Regions from separate parts of the Mus musculus genome. Here region 1 is linked to region 2. Evidence: chromatin contacts called from public promoter capture Hi-C data. All regions are on one chromosome and are shown on one strand. The core of a region is the stretch at or near the end of the contact, and the rest is flanking DNA. Distances in the headings are between cores, read along the strand shown.

Region 1 (5,729 bases), core at 2,702-5,201, 890 kb after region 2:
TTCCGCAAAGGAGCTTAACCTCAACCTTCCAGCCCTGGCTCCTTTCTCTTTTCTCATTTTGGGCAAAAGTTGGAGGGGAAGGGAAGAGGAAAGAGGGGAAGGGCAGGCAAGATGGCTCAGTGGGCCAAGGCACCTGTGGCCTCACCTGATGGATACTAATTCAATGTCTAAGACCCATGCAGTGGGAGGAGGGAATAGACTCTCTCCTGTGTTGTACTCTGACTTCCACAGGTTTTACCCTTTCCCTCTCCCTCTCTCTTCCTCTCCTTCTCTCTGTTTCTCTCTCTGTCTGTCTGTCTCTCTCTCTCTCACACACACACACCACCACCACCACACTGTTATTGTAAAGCAATAATCCCTCCCTCCAGAGTGTCACCTAAAATCCTTTTCCCATGTCCAGTGCTGCCCATGTTGTAAGAGCAAACTATACCCAGTTTATGATTTCTGCCCAGGCGTCTCTGATGTTAGCAGCGATTCACCTTTGACTTGGGACAGAAGGCAGCAAAAGTGGGCGGATTCCCTTTTCGTGTCAGACTAGTGTGATAATCTCCTCCGAAGCCCGAGAGATTCCCAGTGTTTGCGCCAACAAATACATGGCGAAAGGCTGAGGTAAAGAGGGCTCTCATTCTAGAGTGTGGCCCCGTCCTTCTCACTCATCTGAGTCATCAAGATGGCGTCCTGTGCTGGGGCTGACGGGCTCCAGAGAGCTATGCAGGGCGCCTCTGGGAAGCCCCAGGGCACAATGGCCAGGGTCCATTTGGCCAGGTCAGCACTAGGCTATAGAATAAAAACCATGTGATTGAGGTCCTGCCTAGAGCCAAGTGTTCTCTGGCAGCAGCTGCAGATCCACATCTCCAAGAGGTAGGGTTTTATTAAGTCTAATGCAGATGTATTTGAAGAGTTAGCACAGCAGTTCTCAATCAATCTGTAGCCCTTTGGGGGGTGAGGGTCAAACAACCCTTTAGGCTCGCCTAAGACCATCAGAAAACACAGATAATTATGGTGGGGTCCCCACTGCATGAGGAACTGTGTTAAAGCGTTACAGTGTCAGGAAGGTTGAGAATCGCTGACTTAGTAGCTGAGAGACAGCTTATCCCTGATGGCTTTTGGGGTCAGATACATCCCCACTTGTGGTGTCCTGGACAGATGGTGGGCCCTGCACTCCAGAAGGCTTCCAGTGAGCTGAGTCCTACACCCTACAATGTTCAATTGTCAATCTCACATCTAGAAAAGAAGAGAAATGTTATGTGGCATTTATTGAGTAGCTCTGTGATCACTTTACATGATTTATTCGCCTTGCAAAAACCCTTCGCAGCCAGGCGTGGTGGCTCACGGCTTTAATCCCAGCACTCGGGAGGCAGAGGCAGGTGGATTTCTGAGTTCGAGGCCAGCCTGGTCTACAAAGTGAGTTCCAGGACAGCCAGGGCTATAGAGAAACCCTGTCTTGAAAAACCAAAAAAAAAAAAAAAACAAAACAAAAAAAAAACCTTCGCAATGGTATTTCTCCCCCCACACCCCCTGTAGTGATGTGGATGTATCCAGAAAGGGTATGCAAAATGCTCATAGTAACACAGCAGGTGCATTGCGGAGTTCATGAATATGCGACTTTGTTGGGGACATCACAGGTGCCACCTGTCCTGTCCATTCTTTCTCTCACTCTGAGCACCTTGAAGCTCTTTCCTGGTAAGTTCGAGTTCAGAGCCTGATTCCTAAGTCCTGTTGACTTCTGTTGGGGGCTTGAAGGAGGCTGGCCCTGGACTCCAATCTCACTAGAAACCTTCTTCCTAGGATCTGAGACAACGGTTGGATGACACACAGTTACCCACAAGGCCCCAGGGTCCTGAGCTTAGAGGATTCTGATGGGGAAGGGGGTGGGGTGGGGTCTGTGCTTCTGGACCATGGAGGTCTTGCTTCTCACCCAAGGGCCTGAAATGAGCTGTGGATGCGGTGTTCCCAGCGCTGCTTTCCTGCTGCCTGGGCTGGGGACAGGAGTTGCTGAGTAGCAAGACCGTGAAGGAAACACTGGGGTTACTCCATCATACCATCCCTGCACCACAAGATAAGAGCTGGCTTAGATCCAGGTCCAGTGCTAGGCGACTGGACGGCCTTGGGCAGGTCACACTCTGGAACCTGTTTCCTCAGACACAGACAAAGACGGTGACAGAGTGTGCCATAGATCAACAGCATACCTGAGAGGCCCTGCATGGAGCTGATAGGCACTGACTGGCTAACCACAGTCCTCACACAACTGCTGGGCTCTCAGAGGGTCATGGCCAAACGACTTCTCTCTTGCAGGCAAACCTCCTGAGTCACTTCCCAGAGCCGGAACCGGACATAGCTACAGCCGCCTGAGCCTGGATGCACCTTTCCCGGCTCTAGGCCTCGACTTTTCTACCCATAAAACAGTGGCCACCACATTCACCTCAAAGGAACTTTCGAGGTTTGAAGAAGGTCATAGAGAAGGCCCCATGGCTGCTCAGAGCTCGCTTCCCCACTGTGTAGAGTGGTAGACACAGAACCTGTTTCAGGGGATGGTTTAGATCAAGAGAGGTCGTCATGGCAACTGCTTGGCTCACCGCTTGCCACAGGCCAAGAACATTACATATAAACCGTGGATTTGAAAACAAACCAAGAGGGGACAGGATGTGGTGGTGTATGCCGGAGACCTCAGCCTCTGCTTCACTTGTGAGCTCCAAGCAGGAGCTGGGTGAGACTCTGCCTTTAAAAACATACAAATGAACAAAAAACATACCACCTCTGACAAAAGCCAAACCAACCGGAAACAAAGAATCAAAGCAGTGAGAGCTTGACCTTCCTGCCAAAAATAGAAGCTGAGTCCGAGGCTTCTTCTAAGTCCTTACTGTTTGTTTTGTTTTGTTTTGTTTTGTTTTGTTTAAGATGGGATGTCTTTGTTTAGCGCTGGCTTTCCTGGAACTAGCTCCATAGAGTAGGCTGGCCCAGAACCCAGAGATCCCTTGCCTCTGCCTCTGGCTCCTGAGTGCTGGGATCAAAGGCGTGTGCCACCGCTGCCACCACTGTCTGCAAAGTCTCTCATTTTTATTCATCCTATCAGGACACAGTCACCATATGTTGCCCAGGCTGCCCTTGAACTCCTGGCTTCAAATAATCCTCCTGCCTCAGTCTCCAGAGTAGTAGGCACGGGATGGCAGGCCTGTCGGCTTGCCCCATGGATTCAGGAAATGTGGGCGTTTGTCTGAATTTGTTGAATGAGAGGCCAGTCTCTCACATACAATTCTCTTAAGATAATATGCTCATCACAGTACAGAGGGAAATTTTGCAGTTTCCAAAGACCTTCATGTCCACCGTTTGACCTAAACACCTTGTCAAGTGGTACTGCCATCTCTATAACACTGAGGCCCAAAAGAGCAAGGTTTGTCCAAGGTCGCAGGGTGAGCTGGGGTAGCAACAGGCTTCAATCCTGTTAATGTGTCAGGGCTCTAGACTCAAAAGCTCAGTAAAGGACAGGGCCCTAGCCTCTACCAATCAGGCCTCTTTACTCAAGACCCGGTCTGGTACTCCATTTTTGTTAGGTATGAACACCACAGAAGGGGCAGGCACATGAGGCACTGTAAGAAAGTATTTATTGGAGGCATACCCTGCCTATAAAAACCCACTGGGCTGTTCACCTTCTCTGCTGGTCCCATACCTGGAAGATGTGACAACCAGGAGTGGTTGTTCTGACAGAGATCTAGACAAATCAGGACAGGGAAAATGTCAGAGATCACGGGATGAGACTTTGATAAGCCAGAGAGCCCAGTTTGGGACGCAGCTCCCCAGGGAGAGCGACATCTGGACTACAGTAGCCCTGTGAGGCATGAGCGGTATGTGCTGAGCTCAAGCTTGCCTCAGAGCTCTTGGGACACTCATCCGACTCTCTTGCAACTATCACAGAGCGAAGCTTGCGCTTTGGGGAAGTGGGTAAACTCTGCAGGAGTCTGCAGCCTCTTATCTGAGCCTAGGTTCTCTGGGCCTTCTATTTTCAGACTGTACTGTGGCCGCAGGAAGTCCCGGGATGCGTCGTGGAGTGACCCCTCCTGCAGTCTGAGCTTGCATAACGCCAGGCGAGAAGCTGCAGACTGGCGGAGGCGGCTGAGCTCCCGGTGCCCAGCGCCGCCCTCCGGGCTTGGGGCGTGGCCGCTACCCCTTTATCTGCGACTCCAGCGCGGGGGACGCAGCAGACAGCTCCTAGCTCTGCTCTGACCACAGGTGAGACTGCTCCTGGAGATCCCGGGGCCGGGCCGGGCTGGGCTGGGCTGGGAGTAGAGAAGTGCTCCCCCGGCACGCGGGTTGGGGGTGTGCTCCTAGCTGCATGCGTGCGGTGCCCAGTGGCGGAAGTGGGCAGGTGGCAGAAGATGGGGCGAGGCCGAAGACAGCAGGACCCTGACAGCCGGACAGTTATGTAGGGGAGCACCTCCCGGTAGGGGTGAGGAGAGGTCACCAAGGGAATTAGCCTCAAGGAGGGGACCGGAAGAAGAAACGTTTGAGGTCACCCCACCCCCGGAGGAGCAGTGGGGGGGTCACTGTAAGGGAGTGGGGAGAGCAGAAGGATTATGGGAGGACCAGAGGTAGCATGCCATGGAGAAGGAGGACCAGGGCTGGAGTAAAGCCTATGAGCTTGTGGCTTGTGGAATGGGGAGAATAATTCAGTGTCGTCTGCAGAAGTTAGGCATGGGAGACAGCCTGTGCAGCAGGATCACACCCTGGGCAGGAACAACCAACCTCACAGGCTATGTGCTGCATTCTAGGAGCGAGGTTATAATGGGACAAGAAGGAGCAGGGGTGGAAGTGTGTGTGTGTGTGTGTGTGTGTGTGTGTGTGTGTGTGTGTGTGTGTGTGTGTGTGGTATGTTTTGCAGATCCTTGTGGGGGAACCCCCAAGGAAAGCTTTAGAGAGGTGGGAGGGCTACCAGGCCAGAATATTGGATCCCTTCCCTAGCGTCAGGAAAGCCAGATTGCCCTAGATAGGAAAAGAGACAAGGCCCCACCACCACCCTCAGCCTTAACCTGGGGGATTTCCTCCTAGCAGCCCCTGAAGCCCCTTAGGCTGCCTCAGGCTATGCACTGAGAGGAGGCTTGGTGGATTCCCCAAGCTGACTGTTCTTGTTGGGTACCCGGGGACACCATGATGAAGATCTTCCCTTTCAGGGTACTCCTTGGAACCGTGGGAGTGTCTGAACTTTGGGGGAAAATGTCCTTAACATTTCCATTCTGATCACGTTACTGAGTACAAATGGAGACCCACAATGCAGTGTGAAACACCAATAGTTTCTTGTTCAGTCCTGGAAGACGCGGAGGTAGCCTTTTCTTTAAATTGGTTGAGCTGAATTGGAGAATTGGTTTGCAAAGGGGGAGGCGACCTGGTTGCTGAGAGACCCGAAAGCCTGCCAGAGCTTGTCCCGTCTACGTTTACCCACACTGGGTGCCCAGAAGTTGCCTGGAGCCTTGCTTCTGGAGTTAGTTTTAGACAAATGTCGGCATTATCGTTCCTCTGGGCCTGGATCACCAGATGCAATGGGGGTGGAAGTTATGCAGAAACATGGGAAAGTAGCTACTGTAGGTGACTGATGGAGCCTCTAAGCAATGCCACTTGGGGTCCTCCATGGCTTGTCTTTCCCTCAGGACCCCTCTGGAGGTTTTGCCTCCCAGTCACAATATGAACTCTGACTATACTTCTTACTGCTATTCTTTTATCTTTTGTAGATAGGAGTC
Region 2 (6,450 bases), core at 318-2,817:
AGCAAACGTGTTCCCTCTCATTCACTCTCTCTCTCTCTCTCACACACACACACACAGAGTTTCCCTCTCTCTCACACACACAGCCCTTGCCACAGTCCAGTTCTCAGCCACAGGGTGGGGAGCCTCCTGGATTATTCGGATCCAGAAGCAACAGGTGCCCGAGGGAGGCTCAGGGGGAGGAAGTGGGGAGGGGGTGCAGAGAGCAGGGGTGGGATGGGTTGGGAACACCCACCAGACAGCTACACGAAGAGTGAGATTCCCTGCCCTGGTGGCTTCAGCTTGGCTGCGCCCCCTTCAAAGGAGCCTTCCAAGGTGTGGCTGAACATTCAGGGTTTGGGAAGGGCAGAGTCCCACTCCGTTTTAGTCCTCTCTGCAGGCTGGGGACTGGAGGGCAAGGCGAGCCGGGGTGGTTGTCGGCTGCTTCAGCTCTGGGGCTCCTCCGGAGCCTCACCACCCTCTTCCCCAGCACTGTCGGCTGTCCACAGCGTCAGGTTGTCTCTCAGGAGCTGCATGATGAGGGTGCTGTCCTTGTAGGAGTCCTCACTGAGGGTGTGCAGGTCGGCCATGGCCTCGTCGAAGGTGGTCTTGGCCAGCGAGATGGCCTCCTCGGGGCTGTTGGCTATCTCGTAGTGGAAGACTGAAAAGTTCAGGGCCAGGCCCAGGCGGATGGGGTTGGTAGGCGGCATCTCCTTCTTGCTGATGTCCATGGCCTCCTGGTAGGCTGACCGGGCAGAATCGATGATGCGCTTCTTGTCATCGCCAGTGGCCACCTCGGCTAGGTAGCGGTAGTAGTCACCCTTCATCTTCAGGTAGAAGACGCGGCTCTCTGCATCTCCAGCCCCTTTGATGAGGTGCGAGTCCAGCAGGCCGAGTACGGTGTCGCACACACCTCTGAGCTCGGTCTCTACCTTCTCCCGGTACTCTTTCACCTCGGGGCCCTTCTCTTCTGACCCCTCCTCGTTGCTCTTCTGCTCGATGCTGGACAGGACCCTCCAGGCCGCTCTCTGGCCGCCCACCACGTTCTTGTAAGCTACGGAAAGCAGGTTTCGCTCCTCGCAGGAGAGCTCCTCGCCCTTTTCCACGGCGCTCTTCATGAAAGCTGCCATGTCTTCATACCGTTCGGCCTGTTCAGCCAACTTGGCCTTCTGGATCAGACTGGCTCTCTCCATGACTGCGAGGATGGACAGACAGACGGGCGAACTGGCTGTCTCGAGAGTAACGCTGGGTTCTGCGGCTCCCTTGCTCTGGCTCTGCCTTTTGGCTGGGGTGGCATGGCCCTGAGAAGAGTTGGGCGTGGTCTGAGCGGGCCTGGGCCCTGCCTCCTCCTAGTCTTCGCCACACCCTTTCCGGCTCTACCTTTAAGGTAAAAGGGCTGGGACGGGAGGGGGCTGTGAGTCACCAGGACAGTCAGCAGGAGAAACCTGGCCGCAGGTCCCACCTGCAAAGGCACCTTTCGGCTCCAGACTGCCCCCTGCAGTTCAGGGCTGGCTGCATTGCAGGAGCGTCTTGGATTACCAAATCAGATTGTCTTTCAGGGTGATCTTCCAGGCTTCAGCCACCGAGCTGCTTTAGCCCAGGCAGAGCCCAGGGAGCTGGGACAGTTCAGGTGAGAACTCATGTATAGGTAGGGCTGTACAGTTTCCCCCAAACTTGCGCATCCATGATCTGATGCAACTACCCCCAACCCCCGAATTGGCTCTGTAGGACTGTAGAGGTAGAACTATCAAGTCTCAGGGGTGAACCAAACCAGTTTGAGGTCACAAGCTGCCAGCTCCCTTAAACCCCTCCCCCTCCGTGTCCCCTCTTCCTCTTGGCTCTCTTTGGGGGCCATTAGCTGAGCCGGCCTGAAGATAGCTCCATCCCTTGGTCCTTGTTCTCCCTCAAGATGCCCTATGAACACCCCAGATGCGCAGGTGGCATCTCAGGGTGCCACTTAATGAAGTGTTTAACGAGCGGCCTCTGACGCTCCAGCCCAGCCTTTGTAATTAGTCACCCAATATGTTTGTTGGACACCTTCCCCCTTACAGCACAATTTTCCCTTTCAAGTTGGTGGCCTGTTGACACTTGTCTGAGACTTTACTCTCTGGTTCTCCACATCGGGTCACCCGTCCCTTCCAAGCTGCCTGTCGTCATGTATCGGCAGGGTTCCCAGAGGGTGGGGGCCTAACTCTTTGACTGTCCCACTCCCCTGCCTGACTCAGATTACCTCTGTCAGAGGCTGGGAAGCAGGCCACCTGGGTGCTCAGTCCAGTTTGGTCCCCCAGGGGGGACGCTATCAACCTGGGGAGGAAGACAGGGCTGAGGGAAAGGAGCTGGGAATGGCACATTCCATTTTGTTTTATGGCGCAGTGTGTGATTCCAGCCCAGTATGATCCCTCACTTGGCTCCCAGAGGTTCTCAAGTCCCTTCAAGACTCTGCCTCTGACCCCTGAGAGAAGTCTCCTTGGAGATGGAGATCACTTTGTTCCCAATCTTCCATCCCTGATTGGTTGGGCCCTATTTTCAAGGCCCATGATAAGAATGGGCACTGAGGGTGTGTTCCTGCTTATGTGCCCCACCACATTCTTCAAGTTTAGATGGGACTCCGTGGTTCCTTCTAAAGAAGTTTCTTCCTAGGACCCAGCCAGTCTAACCCTTGAAGCAGGACTATTGCACAACCTTGCCTGTCTCCTCACAGTGTCTGAGCACTCGCCTTGCCTCCGGGAGAGGTGTTGTAGGCCAGAACCCTGAACAGGCTGGAATGTGCTTGGGCCACGGAGTAGGGGCTCTTGAGAGACTTCAGGGTCCTGGCTAATTTTACAGGTTCTCCCAGGAAGCAGATGGGATTTCTGTCCTGAGATCTTGCGTGCTTTGCCTAACTCATGGCACAGGCACAGAACTACAGTAAAACATCAAGTTAGGGAAGACCACGGTAGTGTACGGCTAGAGTCTGAGCATTTAAACTCACACAGGGGACATGCCAGTTGGTGACTGGCTTTGCCACAAGGGAAACATGTTACCCCCACCCTGGGGAAAAGCAGAGGCTGGGAGTGTGTCTTGGTTGGTAGAGTCCCTGCTAGTGTGTATGGAGTTTGCTCCCCAGTCCTGTATAGACAGGTGCACATCTGTAATCCTAACACTTAACAGGCAGAAGCAAGTATCTCTCTGAGTTCTAGCCCAGTCTGGTCTATATATGGACTGCCACCATGTTTGCTTTAGCAGCGGTGCCGGGGTTATACCCAGGGTTTCCAAGAACTCTACCGACTGAATATATCCTCAGCAACCCCCTCCCTGTTTTGGGGTTTGAGCTGGGTTCTATGGGATGAGGAAAGATCCTAAACTCTCCGCACCCCGTGGCCCAGCCGGGTGTCCACAGAAGAGTCGGGGTCCTCAGTCCAAACTCTTTCCTCTCCAGACTGACAAACTGTTTGGCACAGTAAGCATTGTCTCCTCCCTTTCCGTTGGGAGAATTCTCCTCAGCCTTGAAGGGCCTTCCTTGGCTCTCAGCCTGGCCTGGGCTTCCCCAAGTCCTGGGGGCAACTTGGAAACCCCAGGACACTAGGAGTCTGGACGGTGGGGCTTGGCAAACTTGAAACTTCTTCTAAGCCTACGAAGGGCGTGTTCTCCTCGTGCCTCTTAAGCCAGGAAGCTGGTGGGGGTTTACAGCTGCAGCTCAGTTCTAGACCCTCTTCCTCCTCCACCGAAGCCAGGCCTTGACACCCCTGCCAGCTCCGGCCTGCATATCCTGACTCAGTTCCTGCTTCAGTTGCCTCCCTTTGCCTCCAGGCTTCTACTTCCCAAGTCCAGAAGCCCAGGCAGGCAGGAGGCAGCAGGCCCTGGCAAAGCATGGGACTCCAAAGCAGCTGCCTGAGTCAGCAGGACAGGAGACAAGGTCCAGTGTGTGTGTGTGTCTGTGTGTCTCTGTTGTGTGTCTGTGCGGTGTTCTTCATCCTTTCTGGAGCATCCGATCTCAGCAAGAGGGATTCTTATTAAGAGTTAGAAAGAGGCCGGGTGTGGTGGTGCACGCCTTTAATCCCAGCACTCGGGAGGCAGAGGCAGGCGGATTTCTGAGTTCGAGGCCAGCCTGGTCTACAGAGTGAGTTCCAGGACAGCCAGGGCGACACAGAGAAACCCTGTCTTGAAAAACAAAAAACAAACAAAAAAAAAAAAAAAAAAAAAGAGTTAGAAAGAATAGACCACAACTGGCAAAACCTTTTCTTTTCTAGTAACTTCCTAGGTCATTTCTGCCTTTGGGAGGATCAAATTCAACAGTCTGACCAGAGGGGTTTGTGGTTGGTTGTGAGCTGAGTCCTGTTACGAGGCTCAGAGCTGTGCATCCATTGCCTTTGGGAAGGGACAGCAGAGGACGCCTAAGTGATTCAGCTGTTTGCCTTTTTCTTCCAAGGCAATGCTGTTCGAAGTAGCCCCCTCTGCTGTGACCGTCTAGGGTACCAGACAGGGTGGAATTTATGGAAACAGAGCAGAATGAGGTCAGCACGCAGAGCTGCATTCCAGCTGACTTATAGAGGCCTTGGGCAGGTCCCTTCCTGCCCCTGGGCTTTGGTCTCCCCACTGGTAACAGGAGATTGGCAGCCCCCTCCTGGGATTGGCATTCTCCAAGTCCCCACCCTCCCATGCTGGGGTACAAGGCGGTTGTTCTTATACACTCACAGCAGGCCCCACCCAGCACCCCAAAGGAAAGTGGCTCAAACACTCCAGGCAATGGCAAGATGAAGGGGGGAGGTCTTTATTTCTTTTACAAAAGGGAGTGGGCAGCAGGTGAGCAGACGCTATGCTGGACGAAGCTGATCTCCCCAGGTCTGACCCTGCTCCCTTTGGGTCCTTGGAAGAACATGGAGCTGTCTAGCCCTTGCTGCCTGGGGCCAAGGATACAGGCTCACACTCCACATCCTACTGGGGGGATGGGGGCGTGGGAACAGCGTCAAGCCCGTTGTGCTTAGAGCAGTTGCCAAACTTGTTCAGCAGCGTCATCAACACCCAGATAGCTCCTGAAGGAACCTGCTAGGCTGGCCTATGGCTCTGCTGACTGGTGGCAGGCTGCGAGGCGAGATTCCTAAAGAGACTCCACACTTCACAAATCTGGGGAAGGGGCACGAGGGGAGGAGGGGAGGGCAAGGTTCAGCAGTGTTACAGTACTGTGCTGAGGCTGCGGTATGGCTTTCTACACTCTGGCCAGCAAGGAGTTGGGGTTCCTGGACTAGAGCCCAGCGCCTGCCCACTGTTGGTGGGGAGGCTCTAGAGAGCACACACGTAGGACAGGCTGGGGGACGGGACGGACCCTGTAGGCACAGATGGTGGCAGATGGGCCACAGGTTAGGCAGGTGGAGGTGCCGGGTGCCTGGCTCCCCCCAGGCCACTCCTGAAGAGGCAGAGAGTGGCGGTCCTCAGGAGCTCCTTAAGCCCCCGCACAGACTGGATGATCGCGGCAGGATGGCAAAGGAGGAGAAGAGAGAGGGTTAGCAAATAGGTGGAAATGAGTAGCCTATAGGGCCCCGTGAGTAGGTCAAGTTCTACCACGGTACCTGCCTCTCTCCCAGAAAAGGGCCAAAGCTCAGGCAGCAGACAACAGGCAGGTGAGAGCGTGGCAGGGATGCGAAGCGGGATGTTAGTGGCCCGACTGAGGGCCCCTCAGAGCAGGTGGGCCACTCTTCCCCGCCTCACCCCTTCTTTTAGAAAGGACATGGGTTCTAAGGAAGCCTAGGCCAAGGGGGAGGTGGGACAAGACTAAGAGCCTTCTGTTTGGGGCAGAGGAGCCCTGGGAACTGCCATTGCCAGCACACACGCCACACCACACACCGGACAGATGGATGGACTCCATGGGGTTGGTGAGGCATGCGATGACGGTGGGATGGTGAGGGGGTAAGGAGCGGGCACTGCTGGCTGACACGTGACGTGGTCTTACCAGCTAACCCTCTGCAAAGAGGCCTGTTAGCTCCCCTCAGGCTGTGCAGGAGATGGCAAAGTCCTGACAAGTGTCCTCCTGGAGGAGATACCAGAGAGGTGGGCCCATGTTATGATCTGTCTGTCTGTCCTGGCTGCCTAGGAGGTTGAGTGGGGGACTAGGAACAAGGAGCTCCCACTGGGACCTACTGTCTCAAACATGCTGAGCAATCAACCACTGGGGATCAGGGTGGAAAGTTAGCAGGAAAGAACTCAGGAGGCACCAAGTCCTGGAGGCACAAAAGGGAGACAAGATGAAGGCAGACAGGTGGTGTAGCCACAGCCCCCTCGACTCCTCAGAGTTCCCACCAATCACTGGGCTGCCCGCCTGCCTGCCTGCTCTCTAACTCCCAGGAAAAGACCCGAGACTGTCTGAAAGAACCGAAGAAGGCTAAGCTGCAAGCCAGGGTTTCGGCAAAATAAAAGCAAACAAAAACTAAAGCAAAGCAAATCAGCTCTTAAAACAGAAGCTTTATTACAAACGGGAACAAAGATACTGGCTCGAACGAA

Evidence for each region. Promoter capture Hi-C pulls out the DNA fragments that hold promoters and counts their contacts.
Region 1: a promoter capture Hi-C map of embryonic stem cells shows a contact between it and region 2, with 2.8 times the contacts expected there. The contact joins the promoter of Paqr7 here to the promoter of Sfn in region 2. A contact is called at or near these places in 1 of 39 promoter capture datasets (embryonic stem cells) and 1 of 115 datasets of contacts at active chromatin or transcription factors (pancreatic cancer cells).

What each region holds. Positions count from the first base shown.
Region 1 is chr4:134,492,810-134,498,538 of GRCm38.p6, forward strand. Paqr7 (progestin and adipoQ receptor family member VII) reads left to right here and starts at 3,952. Exons shown (of 2, transcript NM_027995.3): 1 at 3,952-4,227. It also overlaps the pseudogene Gm13250.
Region 2 is chr4:133,600,601-133,607,050 of GRCm38.p6, forward strand. Sfn (stratifin) reads right to left here and starts at 1,568. Exons shown (of 1, transcript NM_018754.2): 1 at 1-1,568. The coding sequence starts at 1,169. The coding sequence ends at 423. It overlaps Zdhhc18 (zinc finger, DHHC domain containing 18), which reads right to left. Exons shown (of 8, transcript NM_001017968.2): 8 at 6,392-6,450.